2 separate regions of the Gossypium hirsutum genome follow, and region 1 is linked to region 2. Evidence: chromatin contacts called from public Hi-C data. All regions are on one chromosome and are shown on one strand. The core of a region is the stretch at or near the end of the contact, and the rest is flanking DNA. Distances in the headings are between cores, read along the strand shown.

The links. A called contact is a pair of places that touch in the nucleus more often than the background predicts.
Region 1: a Hi-C map of leaf shows a contact between it and region 2, with 1.9 times the contacts expected there. The contact joins the promoter of LOC121214711 here to the promoter of LOC107909934 in region 2. A contact is called at or near these places in 2 of 34 Hi-C or Micro-C datasets (both in leaf).

Annotation. Positions count from the first base shown.
Region 1 is chrD02:52,157,694-52,161,748 of Gossypium_hirsutum_v2.1, forward strand. It overlaps LOC121214711 (E3 ubiquitin protein ligase RIE1), which reads right to left and starts at 1,573. Exons shown (of 5, transcript XM_041088775.1): 1 at 761-1,573. The coding sequence starts at 1,233.
Region 2 is chrD02:51,473,558-51,477,407 of Gossypium_hirsutum_v2.1, forward strand. LOC107909934 (protein CHROMATIN REMODELING 19) reads left to right here and starts at 2,327. Exons shown (of 12, transcript XM_016837644.2): 1 at 2,327-3,017; 2 at 3,394-3,511. The coding sequence starts at 2,514.

The DNA of each region.
Region 1 (4,055 bases), core at 323-2,822, 680 kb after region 2:
TTGGCCGACTGCATTGATCGATATAATCAAAACAAAACTACCTATAATAGTAGATATTGCAGTAATTGGTTGGTTACAAGATAAGACACATCAAACTCCAAAACTTCCTTATCATGCACAACGTGGGGCAAAAAGTGTCTTAAATTTAAATTATTCTACCATCATTCAAAGCTCAACGCTAGTCCTATGGCCTATGATTCTAGTTCTTGTATTTGAACCATGGAAGTATACAAAAACACAATGCAGCCTAATCCGCCCCGCCCAGAATATTCCCAAAGTTTCGACATTCCACTCCTCTTGAAAGGGAGACTAAAGGATAATGATAATTCAGCCAATTATATTCATGCAAACCATACAAAACAGTGCCATAGCCAAAATAAATGTCAACACCAAAACAAAGCCCTTCCAATTCCTTGAGAATAACCATAGACCCAAATCCCCTAAATCCTCAAAACCTAATCTAATTCATCTTGAAAATCCAATAAAACGCCAAATCGAACTAAAATCCTCATCCAGTTTAACACAGAAAATGAGCACTACTTCCATCAAAATTCTAACTTCAGAACATAAATAGTTCATGCACCAATACAAATCTGTTCTAAAGAAAGCCTGAATCCTCATCTCAATTCAACTAAAGAACAATAAACACTAAAATTTAAAATTAAACAAAAAAAAATCAACATTTTAAGCTTAAACACACACACACACACACACACACACACATCAAATTTTTAGTCAAATTATACTAAAAGAAACTGACCTTGATTCATTTGAACCAAAAAGACCGCTGTCTTCTTCATCTTCACTATCATTAACATCCCCAGAAACTGCTTCTCCTCTCTCCTCATCCGTAACGGATATTCTCCTACTGTTCCTTCGCCTGTATTCCAACCACACTAAAACAACATGAAGCAAGCACTGCAAAGCATAAGCACAGATCCATAATCTAATAGGAGTATTGGGCGTCTCATCCGCGGTACTTATCAACATCACTACCGACACCACCACGAACGCTGTATTCCACAGCATGTCCAGTGCCACAACGGGCTTCGAGTACCCCCAGTCGGCCCTCCGCTCCTCCAACTCACGTGCCGCTGTCTCCCTAACCAGCATGGAAGCGCCACGCCGTCCCGTGGCTCGCCCCAATAAATGCGCCAACGATACAGGGCGAGCAGCCGAGCCATCAGGTTGACGCGGACGAAGGAGAGGCGCGTGAGGATCAGACGCCGCCATGGTTGCTTTGGATGAAGATGTGAACAAACAAACAAAAAGAAAACACCTTTTTGATTTCGGGGTTTTCAGAAATCTGGGGAGAACTCACAAAGAGAAGAAACACATAATTGGAGTATTAACATTAGCAAGAATAAAAACCATATTTGTTGAAAATAAGAAAAAGAAGGGAACGTCTGGTTTGGATTAAAGAGTTTTCGGTTTAGAACGGAACTGCCGTCCTCACTGTCAATTAGATGCTTTTATTGATTTTTATTTTGTTTTCTGTCGGATTCTGCTTTGCTCTATTATTTTTGTTTCCTGAAAAGATAAAAACAGTGTGTTATGTATGTAATATGTTTTCTTTTTTCACTTTCTTTCGCGCTTTATTTCTTTTATATTTATCAGTCCTTTTGGCTTTTTCTTTACCCAACCATATTTATTACCGCTGCGTTTCTGTATTGCTGTAATACGGTTTTTGAAGTTCAAACATAGTACTTTACCTTCACTACGCTCCTTAAATATTAATTGATTTTAGAGTAAATTACTACCAAGTTCTTTGAATTATTAATAAGATCATAATTTTTATCACTTAACTTTAAAAAATGACAAAATGATCACTAAACTATTTAAAAGCTCCAGTTTAAGTCACTAAACTATTTAAAAAATTTTTATTTAAGTCATTGTATTGTTAAGGTTGGTTTTTAAAGTCCACCTAGTAAGCTTCAATCGACGATTTGATGATCGGTACGATGGATCAATACCCATCGAGTAAAAAAACATGCTTTAGATTCAAGTCAATATGATGGTCAGTGTAGGAGATTGAAAAAGAAAATTATTTAAATTTTGGTTCACAAATTTATGACGTTCAAAGCTATTTTATGAAAAAAAAAAGTAGAAAATAAGGGAAAGAGAGCGTTTGATTAGTGTAGGCAGTGAAATAGAGAATACCATATAATAGCGATTTTAACAACATAATAGCTTAAAAGAAAACTTTCGAATAGTTCAATGACTATTTTGTAACTTTTTAAAATTAAATGACCAAAATGTAAATTTACTAATAATTTAGTGACTCTTGATATAGTTTACTCTTGATTTTATTACTTTATTAACTCTTTTGTGTTTTTCTACACAATATATTTTTACGCAAATATTAAATATTTTAATATTTTAAACTATATTTTCAAAAATATATATTTTTTAATAGAACATATGTTTTTGCAAGGATTTTGTAGTAAAGTAGTATGAAGAATCGTGTGTTAAGAGTTGTATTGCATTTTATCATTTCTATTTGAAAAATAAGTAAATTAGACCTTGTATGTTAGATGAAAAAGTAAACTAGTTATTCTATTCAAAATTTCTTTCATTTCTATCGTTAAGTGACGATGTGGCTGAGTGAGCAAATAGGCAACCACTCGTGACATATCACATATAAGGGTGTTCAAACTGTTAACTGAACCAAACTAATATTAATTGAATTAACCAAACTTTTTAATCCTTTAATCGTTAATCAAACCAAAATTTGTTCAAAAAAAATAACCAAACCGAAATTTATATATTTTTATTTTTTGTTTTTTGTTAAAACAAGTATAAAACATATAAAAAATAAATTGATAATGTTCATTTGATTGAATTATCCAAATTAACCAAATTAAAACTACATATAATTTGTATTATTAATTATTAAGTTCAATTAATTCGATTAATTACCCCATTTTAAACCGAATTAACCGATAAACGAACTTTCAAAAAATCATTAACCAACCTCTGATCAAATTAGATCAGTTAACCGACTGATTAACCGAATTAAATTGGTTCGATCGATTAATTTAATTTTAACCGAAATTTAAATACTCCCAACCACATCTACCTCATGCATATTTAAAATTTAAAAAAAAATCCTAAAAGTAAAAATAAAAAATCCTGAAAAATAATTTCTACAGGTTGATCATCAACGTGATTTTTCATATCATTATTAAAAATATAAATAATTTATTTAAAAATTATAAATAAAAACACATGCTTTCACTTCCACTAAAATTGCATTATTTTGCTAGTTATTTGTCATTTCAATTTTTTTATAGTAATTCATCACAATAAATTTTAAATATTTAAGTAAATTGTAACTCAATAATGATAATTAATTTATAATTCTAATATTTATTTTAATTTTAAATAAATTTACAATTCTTAACAAATTTTAAATATACTTTTATAATTATTTGAAAAGTCACATATTTGAATTTGGATAGCCGTTCCTTCCTCTGTACTTGGGTTTTCAAATAATTAATAAAAAAATATTTATTTTTAGAAATATTCATTTTTTAAATATTTGATGACATGAAAAAATGTCACTTTAACATAAGATACACATAGTAGGCTACTGTCTAATTATTATGTTAACTGTGTCATCATTTAATGATAAAAATGAATAAAATTTTAACAAAATAATTAATTTACTCTTTAATCTAACATATAAGAATTAATTTATCTATTTTTTAATAAAGAAAAAACAAAATACGACCCAATCTTCATACTATTTTTCTTTGCTCATCCTAGCTTTCCAAAAATCAAGATTAACCTCGAATTACTTTTTGCACAAAAAGATAAAAACCTTGATTTGCATATGTTATTTTAAAAGGAATGTATATAATTTTGTTTATCATTTTTATCAATTTTATTATTAAATTTAAAATTTCTAATTATCATCTTTTTAATTTTATGCTCGAATGAAGAAGTCTTACAAGTATTTTTTTACCTTTTATAATTTATGATTTAAACATTAACAGGATGTCAATTTATTTTAAAAAGGAACCGAGTCCTCAATAAAATAATTATAAGGTAAT
Region 2 (3,850 bases), core at 1,077-3,576:
GAATTTGTGCTGACATGACATTGATAGCCAATCTAGTGGTAACATGTGACAATCTCTCAGTATGTCATGTGACAACCTCTCAGTATGTTACGTGAAAAATATATATTTTTAAAATATTTAAAAATATACAATTTAATAAATAAAATTATAACTTTTTCCACATCAAAAATGAAACTGGACAAACTGATGCCTAGATACATCTAAGTCCAGACTAACATTTGTCCAGATTCAATCTACATATATATTTTTAGTAAGTTTATATGGTTTTAATTTTTTATTATAAAATATTAGGTTATTTATATTATTGTTGATAATAGCTAAAAGTAACATGTTTTAATCTCATTCTTAATTCTATTTTAGGAGATTATTCGATATTAATGGTGAATTTTATGCTTCTAATCATTTAAATTCATGTTTTTATACTTAGGATAGCATTTGGGAGCAAAAGGAGCCAAAAACAAGTGAAAATCGGAAAATCGGAGCAAGTTACAAGAGCCACATGGGCTGACCCCTTCCACATGGCCTGACCATACGGTCATGTAGTAGGCCATGTTGATTTCGCGAAGTTGCACCATAAACGAGAAATCGCATTTTTTTAGGTTTTTCGGGCATTTTAAGGCATATATATGACAAAAATATGATGATATGAGAGCGTTGCCGTAGAATATTCAAGAAAACAACTTGTAAAACACCATTGAAGCGGATTTCTGTCAAGATTAAAGACTTCTAGTTGATTTCTTAGGAGATTATCATGAGTTTCTTTATTTTTTTTTTGGTTATACTATCTCTAGGATGTTTTTATTTGCAAGCATGAACTAATTTTCTAAATACTTAGGGAGATGAGCCCTATGATGAATTCTGTCGCTTGATTTTTATTTTGCGTAATGAATACTTAGATTTTGTTCTCAATTTCTACATTATTGATCCATGTTTGATGTGCTTAAATCAGAGGAGGAATAAACCCTGTTTAAGAGTAGATCTTGCATAATTGAGTCCAGTTGCATGCAATCCTAGAAATAGGACGATATAAATCTACCGGATTAGAGTCAAATCTAATAGGGGAGTCCATAAATTGAGTTAATACGATAATAGGGGTTTTAATTAAAAAGAAATTTCAATTAATCAATATAGAGTTAGTTGCTCTTACTCTCGAAAGAGATATTAACATAATTTAGGGATTTTTACGGATCAATATACTAAGTAAAGAAATTGCGTAATTTAGATTGATAATGACAGATGAAATCTAGGTGGGTTCTTTCTTGGGTATTGTTTTGCTTCTTGGTTGTTAATCGATTATTTTCCTGATTTTTTCTTTGTCGCGTTTGTAGTTAATTAATATAGTTAATTTTAGTTTTAATCAACCACTCAAATTTATCGGTTAAATAATAGAAAGATGGTAAAAACTAGTACTTTTAGTCTTCATGAGAACAATATCTTTGCTCACCAGAGCTATACTATTAATTGATAGGTGCACTTGCTTTAGTCAGATTTTTAATTAGCTTCGCGATGTATCAATTGTTATTGTTATAATTTTGAAATTAAAAAATATATAATTTTAAAAAAAATTAGAATATATAAATTAATCAAAAATAAAAAATTACACTAAGAATGTCTAGATTCAAATGCATCTAAACAACTTGTAGATGTTCCTTTTTAGTTCTTTTATTTATTTATATATTTTTATAAAATTTTAATTTTTATTAATTTCTATATTATAAATTTTTATACATTTTCAAATTATTATAGGATTTTTTTATATATTTTTAATTTTTATATTTTATAAAATTATATTTTTAAATAATAACCTAAAAACTGATATTTTATAAAAAAAATAAAAAATATAAACTTATTAAAAATTACATGTAGAATGAAGTTTGACAAATTTGTGTCCTAATTCATTCTAGATGTGAAAAATTATACTTCTATTTATTAATTTATATATTTTTAATTTATGATTTTGACTTGGCATATTAAGAGGTTATCGGGTGCCACTACTGAATTGGTTATCAATAGCACATCAATATAAACTAAATATATTAGTACGAACATATCAACTTCAATAGTAGAATATAAATTCATATACCAATTAAATAAAAAAAATAGATACAAAATTAAAAAACAAATATTAAACCTTAGAAAATTAACTAAAAAAAATCTATTGATTTCAGTGAACATTTTATTACGAAAAAAATTCCATCAAGTATAGTCAAATGATGTCAGGTTAATTTTTAACAATTGAACGTATTTCCGCACTATAAAGCCACAGCAGTCCAAAATCAGACAACTTTTATCTATTTAACATTACTTATAGTTACGAAAGTACTTTTCCATTAACAAAGCGAACTCCCAAAACCAAAACCAACAATTTTAAGACCCGCGCTTTCTCAGTTTCTATTCACTGTCGCCCCGCCCTTTTCCAGCTCTGCGCTCTCCTCTCTTATATTTTCTCTTCTCCTCGCCCAAATCAAAATAAAAATAAATTAAAAGGAAAACAGATTAAAATTAAAGTTAAAATGAAGCGCGTTTTCGAGGAAATCTCTGACGAAGAATGGGAGAACCACTCTTTCAAGCCTTCTCGTGTTTTGAAGAAAAACCCTAATCCTCCTCCAATTGAGTCTTTCGCTTTCAATTCCCAAACTCAGGCTAGTTTTTCCGACCAAAGCAGCGATGATTGTGTCGAAATCGAACATTTGGCTGATGATTCCAACTTGGAAGACGACGTTGAGCCCGAGGATGCCGGGCCGGTCAACCTTGCGCGTCGATTCATCGTTGATGAAGACGATGACGACGAAGAAGATGGTGATGGAAAAGACGGCAATGAGAATGCTTTTGAGGAGCTGTATGACATTGAGTCGAGTGAAGAAGAGCAATTGCAAGAGGATGACGTGGTGGGGAAGGCGTTGCAGAAGTGTGCGAAAATATCTGCGGAGCTACGGAAGGAGCTGTATGGGAGTTCCGGTGCTTCTTGCGAACGATACGCCGAAGTAGAAGCTTCTTCAGTGAGAATCGTTACACAGGTATTAAAAAAGCTTAAGGCATTCTATTTTTCTGTTTGGTTACTGAGAAAATTGAGGAAGGAAGGCCGTGATCACTTGCATTCTTATATATATATATAATCAGAATGCTTTATGAAGTTGTAAAAGGTTGTAGTAAGTTTGAGGGAGCTAAATTTAGCGAATTTTGTGATTATGATTTTTGTCTAATCTTTAGTTTAATGAAAATCACCAATAGCTTTAAATTTCATTTTTATGTTCATTTTAGGGGAGCCGGTTATTTTTTATATACTGCATGACAAAATTTGGGGAATGTATTATATGCGTTGTCTTTTCCACATCAGCTTCGTTGTTTCCTAATAGACTTGTCTATAAATTGGAATATTTCTTACTCTTGCAGAATGATATTGATGCAGCATGTGCAGTGGTGGATCCGGAATTTCAGCCAGTTCTCAAGCCATATCAACTGGTTGGTGTAAATTTTCTTCTTCTGTTGCATAGTAAGGGCATTGGTGGAGGTACTTGTTCTAATCTTTTGACATCATTGTTGGGCTGTATATTTCTAGGTCTTTTTTATTGATTTAGTACCTAAAACAAGAAATCGTAATTGTTTGTGGGGATTTGATAAGTTACTGAACATATTTCTTATCACCTGAGAAGAAAAAAGCTTCGCTCACCCTTAAGTGTTGTCATTGGCCTACATTCTTCAAGTACCTTTGAAGATTGTTAACTGTAATTGGGTGATTAAAGTTAAGATGAAGAAAAGAGACATAAAATTCTTAACTGTGGGTTGTATTATCCATTCTTCTGTTGCATAATAAATGCATTGACCTTTGTCAATCACTTTCTTGAAATGC